2 separate regions of the Mus musculus genome follow, and region 1 is linked to region 2. The links are chromatin contacts, called in public Hi-C maps. All regions are on one chromosome and are shown on one strand. Each heading gives the region's core, a stretch centred on a gene start, on an enhancer-like site or on the middle of the called end of the contact. The rest is flanking DNA. Distances are from core to core; before and after follow the strand shown. Region 1 has its middle 15 kb from the start of Gm13218. Region 2 has its middle 70 kb from the start of Gm30957.

Evidence for each region. A called contact is a pair of places that touch in the nucleus more often than the background predicts.
Region 1: a contact with region 2 is called in a Hi-C map of group 2 innate lymphoid cells, with 4 times the contacts expected there. The contact joins two enhancer-like sites. A contact is called at or near these places in 3 of 484 Hi-C or Micro-C datasets (Th1 cells, Th2 cells and group 2 innate lymphoid cells) and 1 of 115 datasets of contacts at active chromatin or transcription factors (CD8 T cells).

What each region holds. Positions count from the first base shown.
Region 1 is chr2:9,576,620-9,579,319 of GRCm38.p6, reverse strand. No RefSeq gene overlaps it. Among named protein-coding and RNA genes, the nearest start is that of Gm13218, 15 kb to the left of the region's middle. Within about 2 kb of position 1,284, at least 15 of the 459 cell types and tissues checked have an H3K27ac peak or open chromatin away from gene starts, as enhancers often do. A contact at or near this core is called in group 2 innate lymphoid cells, where this site is marked.
Region 2 is chr2:8,875,826-8,878,525 of GRCm38.p6, reverse strand. No RefSeq gene overlaps it. Among named protein-coding and RNA genes, the nearest start is that of Gm30957, 70 kb to the left of the region's middle. Within about 2 kb of position 1,440, at least 2 of the 459 cell types and tissues checked have an H3K27ac peak or open chromatin away from gene starts, as enhancers often do. A contact at or near this core is called in group 2 innate lymphoid cells, where this site is marked.

The sequences.
Region 1 (2,700 bases), core at 35-2,534, 700 kb before region 2:
TCAGCCTCTATCGTAGTGATGCTGAGAATCTTTGTTTCCTTTTGGATTAAAGATCAGCCCACATACCTCTGTTTTCTTCTTGGTAGATAGTTCTGAGCTCTGATTAAAAAGAATCAACTACGTTTTCAGCAATATCTTTTAAAACAAGGACTGCAAGGTTGCTTACACACTTTTCATAGAAATATTAATTACATTAATTTAAAGTTTATTCTATATTTATGTGCTGGAGTAGAGGTCTATGGGTAGAGTGCTTTCTCTGCAAGCATGAGTTTGGATCTCCAGCACCCATACACAAGGTGGGCACAGCAGCCTTCACGGTAACAGCACTGAGGGCACAAAGATAGCAGATCCTGGGAGCTCACTGACCTGCCAACCTTGAAGAAATGGCAAGGTCCTATTTCAGTGAGAAACCCTATTGTAAAAAAAAAAAAAAAAAAAAAAATTAGGTGCAGAGTGAGAAAGACACATATGAGCTGTCTTTGGTCTCCAAAGGCACCCATAGTTGAATGTGTACACACACACACACACACACACACACACACACACGTGTGAGAGTGCATACATACATGCACATACACAGATGCACACAGACACACACAAACACACATATACACATACACAAACACACACACATATACACACACAGATACACACAGGCACACACACTTGAACACACATATAGGAACACACACACACACACACACAGATGCACACAGGCACACAAATACATATAACATGGGCACATGCATATATATACACAGACATGACACATGCACACACTACAAACTACACACAGAAAAATACTAAAAAAAATCAACATATATTATTATAAAGTTATTATTTTGACCGTTAGCATACAACCAATTGGCAACATATTATGGGAGTGGGATGATTAAGTTGCACTCAATTCCATGCCACATAAGAAGGAGTTTTGGGCCCACCCCCTCACCCTGCCATGTACTCACTCACTCACTTCCCACTGAGAGAACTGACAAGTCACTGAGAAATGACAAGTCACTTTACCCTGTACTTGCTTTAGTCAAAATGAAAAGCACTTCGAAGAAAGGGTCCTGGGTACAGAGGCTGAGGGCGAGTCCTCAGGCTTTCTGCTGCCTCCCTGGAAACCCACAAGCTTGGCCTTTACCTTAGATGATTCTACCTTGACAGAGATGATTAAAAGCCCGCCTTACATAGAATCACTTTCTTCAACATTTGCGCAGTGGTGATCTTGTGCTTTGGGGTTTTCCTCAGTGTTTCCATTAAGTTACACATCTGTGCCTCCTCCCTTTGACCTCTCTGCACTGGAAAGAAATAAAACACCCCACATTAGCATAACTCCCCAACCTGACAGGTAGCATTTAGCCACTGATTTATAGTCTCTAGCCTACATTAGTTTCCATCTTCCATCCCTTCCCCACCTCATGCAGACCCTGTGTGCTTTGTCAATGCTCACTTGTGTGTGTGTGTGCCCGTGTGTGTGCGTGTGTGTGTGTGTGTGTAATGGATGTGAACCTAACCATTAACTTCACATCTCTGGTTTAATGCAGATACTTTTGTTAAATGACAATATAATTACCAGTCATCGGCAAACCTCAAAAAGGTTGGGAGGTTTGGTTCAGTTAAACACCCAAGAACTCAGATCCTTATCTGACATTTACCCCTCGATTTTGGCAGGCCCAGGCTGGCGAACTCTCAAGGTAGATCCACTGTGTGAGATCTCTGTCAGCAATTCTGTTGTTCACTCCCCAATATCAGTTCTTCTAACCTTCAGGCTTGGTCAATGGAGCCCAAAACACAACCACTAAAATGTAAAGAAAATGTTGTCCCCATCCAGTTGAGGTGAAGAAAGTTTCCAGGAAGACATAGAAAGCAACATCCTAAAAATCATGGTAGAGGAAAACCTGCTACCATTTTTGTTTTGTTTTGTTTTGTTTTGTTTTGTTTTGTTTTGTTTTGTTTTGGTTTTTTGCTTAGCTCAAAATGTTCAAAGCTGCAAAGTTTTTGAGAAGTTTGGACATCAGGTTGGGGTGGTGGAGAGAAATTGCTGAGGGTGAGAGATAACTCGGAGGTGTGTGTGTGTGTTTCCTAGGAAAAGTGTTAATGTTTAAACACCTTTTGGTATGCTGAGGCAAGCCAGTGGGTAATGTACTTTTAAAAAAGAGGTTAAGATATTGTCAGCCCTGGTGTTTTGTGTTAGGTTTAGAAGGTATGTGTTGCATCAGTGGTGGTTTTTCCAGTTTTTCCTTCTTCTGAATGACTGTTTTGTTGTTTTGTTTTGTGTCTTTTTGTGTGTTTCCTGAAATGAGAATGGCCTTAACTCTTAGGGCACATCTACCCATGACTTAGAGAAGTGATATTGTCTCCTGTGTAGTTTTGGATGGTCAGTGCCAGAAATAGGCACAGCTCCAGAGTCTGTATTTGGTATGGAACTCTTAGTATCTGTGTGGCACTGTGTGATCCCTTACGGAGAAATCCAGCCTTGAAATAAAAACGCTGCATTTTTGAGATGTTAGAGCATATTGTAGTGGGAGGAAAACTCTCTCAATCTCTCTCTCTCTCTCTCTCATCCTCCTGGTTTGCCCCAGTACTCGTCTTTTTAGTTGGGTGCTGGGTATGGAACTTGGTCCTCATGCTAATGAGCCAAAGATCATACCAACCGAGTCACTCCCTCAGCTTGAATCAAAACTTAAAAAACACACT
Region 2 (2,700 bases), core at 191-2,690:
AAATTGTTTCATTTATAGTCTTGTTTTGTTTCTTCAATACCAAGATTTTATTGTCCCAAGACTTTTTAGAGTTTTGAATTTCTTTCATCCTTTAGGTTAATGTTCTTCTTAGATAAATTTCAAGATGAATCCTTGGATAAGAGAAATTCATGGAAAACTGTATAATCGGTAGAGAACCTTCCTCTTGACTTGAATTGCTCACTCCTCTAGACCAGAACTCTTTTGTATCTGGCTTGGAGTAAATTAATTTCGTTAGATTAGGGGAAAATGGAATTCTACTTTTCAATTTGAAATTCACTTAGTATCAAAGTGACTGTAATTAATTTTTTTTCTGATGATCTGAAAAATGTAGTCATAAATTATAAATAACCTATCAAAGGAACGTTGGAAAGTACACCTGATAAAGAACATTGCAAGTGTGGTCCACTTTCTTTCCTCACATGAAATGTGATTTTCTAACACATGAAAGGCATGCGATTAGTGCCATCTAGTGCACTGATCCATCATGGGAGCAATCTTATCAGTTCATCATAGTTTGTTTTTTCAAAAGGCTTTCTGAAAAGTCATCCAATTTCTCAAGACCATTTAATTCAAGTTAATATTAAACCGTTGATTTAATTTTTGTTAAAAGCTAACCTATTTACATGCTACAGTTCTTAAAGAGAGTTAGAAATCAGATAGATCATTAATTCCTTATCATTATTTTAATTGATTGGGATTTTCCTTGAACTCTCTGGAAGCATAACCTACAGTTTATTGCTTTAACCTGTGGGCACACCAAAAATAATTGTGTGTGTGTGTGTGTGTGTGTGTGTGTGTGTGTGTGTGTGTGTGTGTATGTGTGTGTATGTATGTGTGTGTGTATGTATGTGTGTGTGTGTATGTATGTATGTGTGTGTGTATGTGTGTGTGTGTGTGTATGTATGTGTGTGTGTGTGTGTATGTATGTGTGTGTGTATGTGTGTGTGTGTGTATGTGTGTGTGTGTATGTGTGTGTGTGTGTATGTGTGTGTGTGTGTGTGTAATTTGTTGCCACCACTAAGTTCAGTAGTGATCTCTATTAAGTTTCTAATTGTATCAAAAATATCAGTTTTCTGATTCAGAGATTTCTCTGTGTATGATAAAAATACCACGACTTCTGAGGCCATCGCAGGAGATTTATTCCTCGGGAGTTAATGTTACTAATTTGAGAAAAACAAAACAAAACAGAAATGATAAAATTCCATACACTGTGCTTAAGTTAGTCCTGGGCGCTCCCACACATCCTGCCTATTTAATTCATTAAGATTTCTCTGGCACATTGAGTGCCTGAGAAAATTTTGAGTCAGAAATTACAGTGACTTAAAGAAAGTCAAGTTGATTAATAATAGTAATGCAGCACACAGCGATCTCTCCAGGGGAAGGTTAGTCACAGAGAAAATTCTGTCTCAGTTTCCTTTTATCTGATAAGGTAGCCAACCTCAGGCAAACAGTGCAGCCTATAAATGAGTTGGTGTTCCCCGGTGTCCTATGTTCTGTCTCAACAGCTTTTTCTTCTCCCCCTAACCATGTCTTCTTCCCCCCGATTTCCATCTTCTCTCTACTCCTTTATTAACTTACCTTCCAACTTTTAATAATGTCAAACTAGGAGATGGAAGAATATTGGAAGGAATGTGTTCACTGGCAAGGCAGCTTGTTCTCCCTTCCATGTAACACCAGACAAATTAGATATGAGATCAGTAGAATACCTACATCATTTCTAATGACCAAGAATTCCTAGACCTAAACTTGACCTATTTAGTTTGGTCTGTGGTGTTCAGTGTTAGTGTAAATTATCCTTGCATGTATTGTATACAATAGATGTAATTAATGGGTGCCCCTTTAACATAAAGGTAGTCCCAGTTTCAGTCACTTATTACTTATTTTCATGATATAGTAAGTATTTCTTTGGCCGTGGAGAAGAGTTAAAGGGATTTTCATTATAGAAAAGCTTATAAGAGGCTGAAAATAATCTTTAAGATGAGATAGTTCAAAATGGTAGCAAGAACTATGAAGACGTTTATAAGAAAGAACATTTGGAATGGGGTAGGTTTAGTAAAGCTTTGAGGATTATTAAATATTATTGGATTCAAGAGAATATTTTGAAAGGCATATATTTGAGAAGTAGATAGCTAAAAGGAATAAGGATTGTGTCCTGTTCTACAACTGATGCAAAGCTCATACATCATGCAACATTTAATAACTGAGCAAATCACAATTTACTGCTGACTGAAGTTTCAGAAAGTGCTTTTATGGAAATAGTGTTTGAGCAGAAAAAATAACTAAGACTATTTTATGAACTGGAAAATGAAGGTAACATTATTTGTGACAGATAAGTTTAGGAATTGTGTATAGGAAACTAGAAATATTTATTACTCTGTTATTCATCTATTTTTGTACATGTATACATTTGTCAAAGGATACATATATACATTCAATAATGTCACTTCCTATTTAGGAAATCATACAATACAACAAACTTGGAAATAATCCCAATGGATACAATGTAGCTTCCTGATGAAGACACATAAGCTACGGAGAGTTTATTAGTAAACTATACTGTGACTTGCCAGCAGAGTTCTGTAAGTTCTCTGTCTCTGTCTCTGTCTCTGTCTCTCTCACTCTCTCTCTGTCTCTCTGTCTCTCTGTCTCTCTGTCTCTCTCACTCTCTTTCGTGTGTGT